2 separate regions of the Ovis aries genome follow, and region 2 is linked to region 1. A link is a contact called in public Hi-C data. All regions are on one chromosome and are shown on one strand. The core of a region is the stretch at or near the end of the contact, and the rest is flanking DNA. Distances in the headings are between cores, read along the strand shown.

What was found. Hi-C and Micro-C count contacts between places; a contact is called where the count stands out from the background.
Region 2: a contact with region 1 is called in a Hi-C map of tail adipose tissue, with 2.3 times the contacts expected there. The contact joins the promoter of RNASEH2C here to the promoter of SCYL1 in region 1. A contact is called at or near these places in 2 of 16 Hi-C or Micro-C datasets (omental adipose tissue and tail adipose tissue).

The regions. Positions count from the first base shown.
Region 1 is chr21:40,146,431-40,151,123 of ARS-UI_Ramb_v3.0, forward strand. SCYL1 (SCY1 like pseudokinase 1) reads left to right here and starts at 2,767. Exons shown (of 18, transcript XM_027959862.2): 1 at 2,767-2,938; 2 at 3,287-3,427; 3 at 3,639-3,761; 4 at 3,845-4,071; 5 at 4,510-4,600; 6 at 4,684-4,693. The coding sequence starts at 2,828.
Region 2 is chr21:40,325,942-40,330,634 of ARS-UI_Ramb_v3.0, forward strand. RNASEH2C (ribonuclease H2 subunit C) reads right to left here and starts at 2,199. Exons shown (of 3, transcript XM_060404316.1): 1 at 1,986-2,199; 2 at 1,616-1,794; 3 at 1,015-1,529. The coding sequence starts at 2,157. The coding sequence ends at 1,323. KAT5 (lysine acetyltransferase 5) reads left to right here. Exons shown (of 13, transcript XM_027959359.3): 11 at 1-106; 12 at 238-319; 13 at 412-963. The coding sequence ends at 546.

The DNA.
Region 1 (4,693 bases), core at 1,517-4,016:
TGTGGCTCCTGAAGTTGAAACATGGAGTTTTAACCCCTTGACCACCAGGGAAGTCCAATCACCCTTCTTTATCTTGCATCCACGCCACACGTGTTATTTATAGCTTGCTTTTCAAGGTTTTCCATTTTCCTTCCCAGTGAATGGGACCAAATACTTCACTAACCCCGATGGCAAACACTTAATATAGTTACTTTTACAGTCTTCACTTTACAGATGAGGAAAAGGAGTGAAGTGACTGGTTCAAGTTCCCACAGAAATGAGATTCAAATAGGCATCTGCCTAAAGGTGCTCCTGATCCTACCGTGTCTCCTCAGGAGCAACTGGCCTCCTGGTGTGCCCTTGAACCCCAGGCCTGACTGCCCTGGGACTTCCCTGGGTCACGGCCAAGCTTGCAGGGTTGCTTGCACTCGTGCTGACAGGTGAGGGAGGCAGCCAGCAACACTCAGGCCCTGCTAATTCCTACTGCGTGAGCCTGCAGAGCCTCAGCTTCCTCATCTGTAAGATGGGAACAATATTGGTCCCCCTCATAGGCCAGTAATGAGGAGCTGGTATTATCCCCATTTTGTAATCGGTGAAATGGAGGGGCCACACTGTGAGGACAGGCTGTTCCCTTCCTAGGCTGCTAGCCTCTGTGTGCCAAGCTCCGCTGGAGAAGCAGAGTTACAGAATCTGGGAGGCCGATCCTTTATCTGGCTCTTCTTTTGTAACTCTTCCTGGTGTCCCCTGTCCATCCTGTTGTATCTCCTCGCTGTTCTTCTGTGCACTGGGACTTTCAGATGCCCCCTACCCCTGCCCCAGCTCAGTGGCCCTGCCCTTCCTGCTCTGATTTCCTCTCTAGGTGAGGCCCCATGCATGGCACAGGACTGATGTTTGGCAGGTGCTAAGAGAACGTGCCACTAACTAAACAACACCGCCGGGCCCCTGTGTTGTTAAACCCTCCTCTCCAACTGTGATCTCTACCCCAAAGCATCACTCCAGCCCAGCCTGCCACAGTCCATCATCCCACAAACACAGTTCAGGCTTCAGCAGGGCAAAGCTCCAGACTCTGTATTCAAGCCCCCTACTTGATCCCTTTTCGTGACAAGATGCTCCCCACCCACAACGTTGCCAAGTCCATATTCACAATGTTGTCACCATCTTCCCAGGGAAGTCAGAAGACTCTCTAGTTGACATTTCTATTCTGCCTCAAGCAGCCAGCACTGTGTCTGATCATCCCTCTGAGTGCCCTGCACAAGTAGTTGGATGAGAAAAAGGACAAGACTCTGCTGAGCAGCTGCTCTGTGTCAGGTAAGGCACCCCAGTTTATAGATGGGGGAACTGAGGCTCCCAGATAATGTGAGTTCCCACAGGCAGTGATGGGGGCTGGGCCAGGATTTGAACCCAGGAAGTGGCAATCCACTCCAGTACTCTTGCTTGGAGAATTCCATAGACAGTGGAAGCTGGTGGGCTACAGTCCATGGGTTCACAAAGAGTCATACATGACTAAGTGACTAATTTTGATCAGGTTTTTTTTTTTTTTAATCTACTGATTTTAAGGGGCGTGTCCCTGGTGGCTCAGAGGGTAAAGAATTTGCCCACAATGCAGGAGACCTGGGTTCAATCCCTGGGTTGGGAAGATCCCCTGGAGAAGAGATGGCAACCCACTCCAGTATTCTTGCCTGGAGAATTCCATGGACAGAGGAGCCAGGCAGGCTATAGTCCACGGGGTCGTAAAGAATTGAACACGACTTAGCATCTGAGCAACAATAACTACTGACTTTGGCATCCCTTCCCCTTGAATCTGCTCTCAAGGGTATCCCAACCAGACATTTCATAATCAATCTCAGAACGCTTATCCAGGCTCCATAGGGTGTGGCTGTGGGTCTTTCCCCAACCTTGAGTCCCCTGAGACCTTACCTTTGGAGGAGCCCCTTGCCAGCCCAGTCACTCTTGGACATTGGACTCTGTCCAGCTAAGGGGCCAGGTCTCCATCAGTGTGAAAGGCATTTGAGCTGCTGACAGACCCTCTCTGCACAGACACTGGGGGACCTCGAGGCGATGCTGGCCCTAGAGACAGAGAGCCAAGTCTGCTGGGCTCAAGGGAGCAGGGGGCCCTCTTGACCCCTTGGCTTCCTCTGGACTTGCTGGGCTGTTCCTCCTCTACCCTTCTTCTTTCCTAGGTTCACTGCCTTTTCCCTCCCCCAGGCTCCCTCCCTTGTCCCAGGATTCCTAGACCTTCCCAGGACCTTTACTTCACTCTCTGCTCCCCAACCACGCTCCTTTTCAGAGGTCCTGCTTCCTTATGCCTCTCTCCCCTGGTCACTCCATCATTCCACCAACACGATGCCTCACTGGATTCTAGAGGTGCCCACCGGGAGGTGGGTGCGAGAGTCTGGCTTGGGGACAGTCGCCCTCCCCAAGTTTTTCCCGACTAAACACTGCATCCTTTCGTATCTGTCTGTCTATCGACTTGCTCTTCCATTTGTCTATCTCTCTGATTCCTTGCCTCGGTTTCCCTATCCTGTTTCTTCTCGAGGTCTCATCCTTATATAACGCTGGGAGGTGGACTCTATTACCATCCACATTTTAGATATAAGGACACGGAGGGGCTGAGAGTTTAGGTGACCTGCCAGGGCGGCAGACCGGGTAATTGGCTGCGCCCGACCAGTTGCGCCGAAGGTTGGTCTCCTGGTCACCCTCCGCCTCCTACTCCGCCCACCGACCACGCCCACCAACCCAAAGCCCCGCCTCATCCGGTTATGCCCCGCCCTCGCTCCGCCCCGCCCCGGCTCGGGCTGCCGGAGGACCCGGAGCTGAGGCACCCGAGGCCGCCGCGGCGGCGGGGACGATGTGGTTCTTTGCCCGGGACCCGGTCCGGGATTTCCCGTTCGAGCTCAGCCCGGAACCCCCCGAAGGCAGCCCGCCGGGACCCTGGGTCCTGCACCGCGGCCGCAAGAAGGTGAGAGCGGCCCAGCTCTGCAGGCCGCGGCCGACCTCGGTCTCGCCTAGCCAGCGCCGCCGGCTCCTCCGTGTCGCGCCCGCCTGACGTGGCTGCGGAGCTTCTAGGACTACGGGCCGAGGGAGGGGGACGGGCAGTGTCGACGTGGCGGGCGGAAGGACCGAGGGACCCACAGGCGGACCCAACCAGGGTTACGTGGGCCGGGTTCAATCTCCAAGGGCTGACTTGGGGAGAGACCCGGCCGGCGGCCCTTCCCTTCCGGCACTGAACCAGCTCCGGGGACTATCTCGGAGGTGGAGTGGTCAGCAACCTGAGGCCACAACCTGAGGCCCCTCTGCCCTCCCCCAGGCCACAGGGAGCCCGGTGTCCATCTTCGTGTATGACGTGAAGCCCGGTGCCGAAGAGCAGACCCAGGTGGCCAAAGCTGCCTTCAAGCGCCTCAAAACTCTCCGGCACCCCAATATCCTTGCCTACATTGATGGGCTGGAGGTACCTACCAGCTGCTCAGGCTACCCCACCTCTGTCCCTCACTTTCTCCCAGTCCTGTTTTCTGTCTTCCTGTGGATTTCCAACCCTTCTGCGCCAGCGCCCCCCCCACCCCAGATTTGACTTCCCCTTCTCTGCCCCTATCCCCATCATGTCTCTCATCGCTTCTTCCTCACCCCCATCCCTCCCTGATACCCTGTGTTCTCTTCTTCAGACAGACAAATGCCTCCACGTAGTGACAGAGGCTGTGACCCCGCTGGGAGTATACCTCAAGGCTCGAGCGGAGGCTGGTGGCCTGAAGGAGCTGGAGCTCTCCTGGGGGCTACACCAGATTGTGGTGAGGTGGGGGGGCAGTGGGGATGAGAGCAGGGGTAGAGGGGGCTGCAGCTACTGGACTGTGATGGATCCTTCTGCCCCTAGAAAGCCCTCAGCTTCCTGGTCAACGACTGCAGCCTCATCCACAACAATGTCTGCATGGCCGCTGTGTTCGTGGACCGCGCTGGCGAGTGGAAGCTTGGGGGCCTGGACTACATGTATTCAGCCCAGGGCAATGGTGGGGGACCTCCCCGCAAGGGGATCCCTGAGCTTGAGCAGTATGATCCCCCGGAGTTGGCTGATGGTAGTGGCAGAGCGGTCAGAGAGAAATGGTGGGTGACTAGGGGGAGTATGCCCCATCCTGCCCTATTCTGAAAGCCTCCTGTAGTCTCAGGACCCCTAGACTAGCTGGCATTGCCTCCATCCCCTCCTGCTTGGCTGGGGAGGGAACCAGGGTCCTCAGGGTGGAGCCCACTCCTCGCTCCCAGGATCCTGAGGGAGGAAGGGCAGGATAAGCACAGGCTTTGGGGTTAGGTGGTTCAGAATTTGAATGTTATGTCACTTGGGATGGATGTCCTTGTTTCTCTGAGCCTCAGTTTCCTGATCTGTCAATTGGGGCTAATGAAACCTGCTTCTTGAGGCTGATGGGATGATCAGCTAAGGAACACAGCCCAGGGTTTGCCATGCAGTGAGTGCCTGGTGCGCAGGGTAGGTTGGAGGCGTATGCTGGCAGGTGGCAGAGTCTTGAGCAGCTCTGGTCACTGCCTCAGGTCAGCTGACATGTGGCGTTTGGGCTGCCTCATCTGGGAAGTCTTCAATGGGTCCCTACCTCGAGCGGCAGCCCTGCGAAACCCTGGGAAGGTGAGTGTCCGACCCCACCTGCACCCCAGCCCCTCTCCCTCAGCCAACCAGCCACTGCTCTGACCCTGACACTTCTCCCGCAGATCCCCAAAT
Region 2 (4,693 bases), core at 949-3,448, 180 kb after region 1:
CGGACCTTGGCCTCCTGTCCTACCGAAGCTACTGGTCCCAGACCATCCTGGAGATCTTGATGGGGTTGAAGTCAGAGAGCGGGGAGAGGCCACAGATCACCATCAAGTGAGCCTGGCCCTGCCTACCCCGGGGTGCATGGCATGACCTTCTGTTCCCGGGCTTTCTCAATCCTTGGGCTACTGGGGCCTGGGCAGAGATGGAGGCCCCCAGGGGACCTGATCTTTGCCCTCCCACAGTGAGATCAGTGAAATCACCAGCATCAAGAAGGAGGATGTCATATCCACTCTACAGTACCTCAACCTCATCAACTACTACAAGGTAGGGAGGCAGGCAGGGGGAGACAGGTGTGTGCAGGGATCCCGAGTACAGGCCCGCCTGAGCTGACCTGCCTGGCCCCATCTCCCGTCCAGGGCCAGTATATCCTCACCCTGTCGGAGGACATCGTGGATGGGCACGAACGGGCTATGCTCAAACGGCTTCTTCGGATCGACTCCAAGTGTCTGCACTTCACTCCCAAGGACTGGAGCAAGAGGGGAAAGTGGTGACCGGACGCTGCCCGGGGAATGCCAGCAAAGGCAGCAGAACTGAAGCTGGCAGCCATCTCGCCCCCAGCAGGGTCTCCAAGAGGCACACCAAGGGAGACAGGGCTGAGGACCACTCCAAAAGGAGAGGACGGGCCTGGTCAAGGCTAGCTGGTGCCCAGCACCAAGGCGAGCTCAGGGCTCATGGCAACTCCACGGTCAGCTGGCTGCAGGCCCAGGCCTGCTGTGAACCAGGGACCAGAGGGAGCCAGGCAGCTGTGTATATAGTAAGAGGGGTGGGTGGGGTGCCTTGTACAGAGGACTGACGGCTGTACAAATTTCTTTTGTAAAGTAGGAGCTGGGGTGTGGTGGGTACTGGTTGCAAAATTATGGCCTCTTCTGCCCCATTGCCCCCTGGCAATAAATTGTTCCTAGAGGTCAGAGCTATGGAAGGTTCTGTGGGAGAAGGGGCAGTGTTGGCAAACTCACAGGTTCTGTGAAAAGCTCCTTTATTGGGTGAAGGACTCTGGCTTCACACTGGGGTGAGGGGTTCGGTGGCTTTCAATGTCAAGCTCTGGTTCTCAGTCTTCGGGTACCTGTGCGTGAATCTGCAACAGGAATCACCTCTACTATTGGATTTCTGCAGTATAGTGACTGGGTGGCCCAGATATTCAGAATCATAGCCCTTCTAGAAGGCCAGAGAAGAGTGCTGGGGAAGCCATGCTGTCCCTACCCAGTCTAATCCTCCAGTCAGACTGGGTCTCCATCTGCCCCATTGTTCGCCCCAGCCCCAAATTCACTCAGGCTGGGGTGGGGCCGGGGGTGGGGGGGGGTGGGTTCGGTGTTAGATAAAGCCTGGGAGGGAGAGGGCCCATCCATCTACTCACCGCTGCAGCGAGGCTGGGCCAGCTTAGGGCCCCACGCAGTTTGGCATCCGGACCAGGGATAGATTCCAGGCCCCACACGGTGAAGCTGCTGAAGCTGGCTGTGGCTCCCATAAAGCGGTCCTGGGGGCCGGGAAGGGGCCCTGGCTCAGCATCCGGGCTGCGGTTCCCACCCGGGCTCCCTTCCAACCCTATCCCCCAGTGCTCACGCAGTCCCGCTCCAGCGCCTCGGGGGGTTCCTCCAGTTCCTGCTCTTCTCGCTCGTGGTCATCCTGCTTCACCACCAACACTTCTGCCTTCTCTTCTGTCATCACATATCCCACGAAGTCGGGCGGCACCACCACCTCCTCGCCACGTAGACTACGGCCCCTAAACGACGCTTCCAGTCCTGGAGGAGGCAGAAGCAGGGAGGGCCTCTGAGGGTCTGACCCAGGCCTAAGGGAGCAAGCCCGGTGGCGGTCCGCCCGCCGCCTCCGGTGGACCACGATCCCCAGGAGGCCTGGCGGCGTTCCTCGCGGAGGAGAGCGCGATGCTGGCGCGGGGGCCGCCGGGAGCCGTAGTCCGGCCGCGAGGGCTCACCGTCGGAACCCAGGCGGATGGCTGGGGTGAAGAAGCGCCCCACCGGCGTGGGCCGGTTAACCGGGACCTCGCAGGGCAGAAGGTGCAGCGAGGCGGGGGCGGGATCGCGCAGTGTATCAGGGCGCAGGTGGACGCGGCGTTTGTCGATGGTCTCCTCGTAGCTGTTCTCCATAGTCCGTCACTACTCTGCAGCTCGCAGGCTGAGGCCAAAGCTGGCGCGCAAAGCGCGCGGAGCCTGTCGGGGGCGGTCGGCGCAGAGCCTCGTGGGAAGCGTAGTTCTTCTCTGAGGCGCTTCTCCAAGCCTGCCTCCCGGCGTTCCAGTCCCAGGGTTTTTTCCTTGAATTCCTCGGCCCACCCTCCGCCCCCGAAATACATTCTTACTGTAAAAAATTAAAACGGTATCTAAGAGTACACTTTTAACATTGATTAGTACAAAGTGTTGTGCTTTGTTTGTGGTGTAACACACACCACAAAGAAGGGATATCAGCCCTTCTTCACATGTGAAGATATTTTATCCTAGTTTGTCTTCCAAACCTGTATATTGGTCATTTTTATTACAGAGAAGACTTTTATTTATTTTGTAGTCACATATTCAATGTATCTGCCTTTTCTTTTCAGTCACAGTACTCTTTCCTTGTTCATTTCTTAAGGTTAGTCGCACAGTCGTGTCCGACTCTGCGATACCAAGGACTGTGGCCCGCCAGGCTCCTCTGTCCATGGAATTCTCCAGCAAGAGTACTGGAGGGGGTTGCCATTTCCTTCTGCAGGGGATCTTCCCGCCCCAGGGATCTAACCCGAGCCTCCTGCATTGCAGGCAGATTCTTTACCAACTGAGCTACTAACACTTCTCTAATGTTAATGTGTCCGGATACCCAACTTAGATTTTGACAAGTACTCTCATAAAACGAACTCCTACAAAACTGGTTATTAAGACTGAAATTGCGTTTAATTTATAGATTTGAGAAAGAGAAAAACATCCTTAGATTTCCAAGATCTGGCTTTGGTGGTCTGTTGAACAGGAACAATTTCATAGAATATCTGAGGAGGTCACTCTGTGATGTGAGTTATGAAAACAAAAGGAAGATCATTTCATACTCACCTGAACACTGACAAAAACACAAATATTGTCCAAAACACAAATAATGAGAATTCTTCTATCTTGGATAATATAGTGACTGTTGCTACTTTACCAATTATAGCGTCAGCCTCCGTATAGATAATGTTTGTTAACATATCCCATCGTAGAAATACTCCCACTCTCTGAAGGCATCCAATCCAAAGAAAAGTCCCACTTCCTTAAACGCTCCCTCAAATTCCCTAAAACACAAGTTCAAATCCTAGAAATCCTTCCTGTTGTTTTTCAGTTGCTAAGTCGTGTCCCACTCTTTGCAACTGCATGGACTGCAGCATACCAGGCTTCCCGGTCCTTCAGTATCTCCTGGAGTTTGCTCAAACTCATGTCCCTTGAGTTGGTGATGCCATTCAACCACCTCATCCTCTGTCGCCCACTTCTCTTCCTGCCCTCAGTCTTTCCCAGCATCAGGGTCTTTTTCAATGAGTCAGCTCTTTACATCAGGTAGCCAAAGTATTGGATCTGTCACGCGAGTGTGTGTTCCTCGATTCTTTGTCTCGTCACAACAAAGATTTGGAGTGACGGACATTAAAGCCCCCTCGGCGTGTCACAGCTCTCAGGTCTTGGATAGACCATGTTATAGCTCTCAGGTCTCTAATGGACCATGTTATAGCTCTTAGACAAATCAGTGTTACAGCTCTATTTTATTTAGAAGATAGCAGGAAAATCCATCTTTGAGGCGTGAGGGCACGTGGATCTAAAGACATGAGGAGAAGAGCGCCCCAGCTAGCGGGAGAGAGCGAGCTAGCTTTGGCTTTTCTGTTTATATGTTTATCTCTCCCTAGGCCTGTCCTATGTAAATTGGGCCAGCCGGGAGTGTTGTTTGTTTTACCTGAGGTCCTCACTCCAGTCCTCAGATCTTCTTTTGTTTCATTTTCGAGGGCTTTTCCCTTCCTTGTCTTGTAGCCACCGCCATTTTGGACTCCTTTTCCCTGTTTTACCTACCTAACAGATCTCCATAGTGGCTATACTAGTTTGCATGCCCACCAACAGTGTAAGAGGGCTCCCTTTTCTCTGCACCCTCTTCAGCATTTATTGTTTGTAGATTTTTTGATAGCAGCCATTCTGACCGGCTCGAGATGGTACCTCATTGTGGTTTTGATTTGCATTTCTCTGATTCTTACATATTAATTTTTTAAACATATATCTAGAATTTTTTAATTTTTCCTAATAGTTTTCTTTTCTTTCTTGGGTCTTCCAGAATTAATCATCTCACTTTCAAATAATGATCATGATCATTTTACTCCCTCATTACCTCACATGTTTTCTTTTCTAGCACATCAACAGACATCTTTTCCTTTTTCCTGACATTTTCATGGGAATTTCACCAATACTCATGAAGTTGCTTTTCAACTTGTTTATATATATCTTGTTAAAGCTGTACTACTAAGGTTTTTTTTTTTTAATCAGTTGTTTTTTTTTTTTAATTGCAGTAGATGGGCTTTACAATGTTGGGTTAGCTTTTGTTGTTGTTTCCATCACTAAGTCGTGTCTGACTCTCATGGACTGTAGCCTGCCAAGCTCCTCTGTCCATGGAATTTCCCAGGCAAGAATACTGGGTTGCCATTTCCTTCTC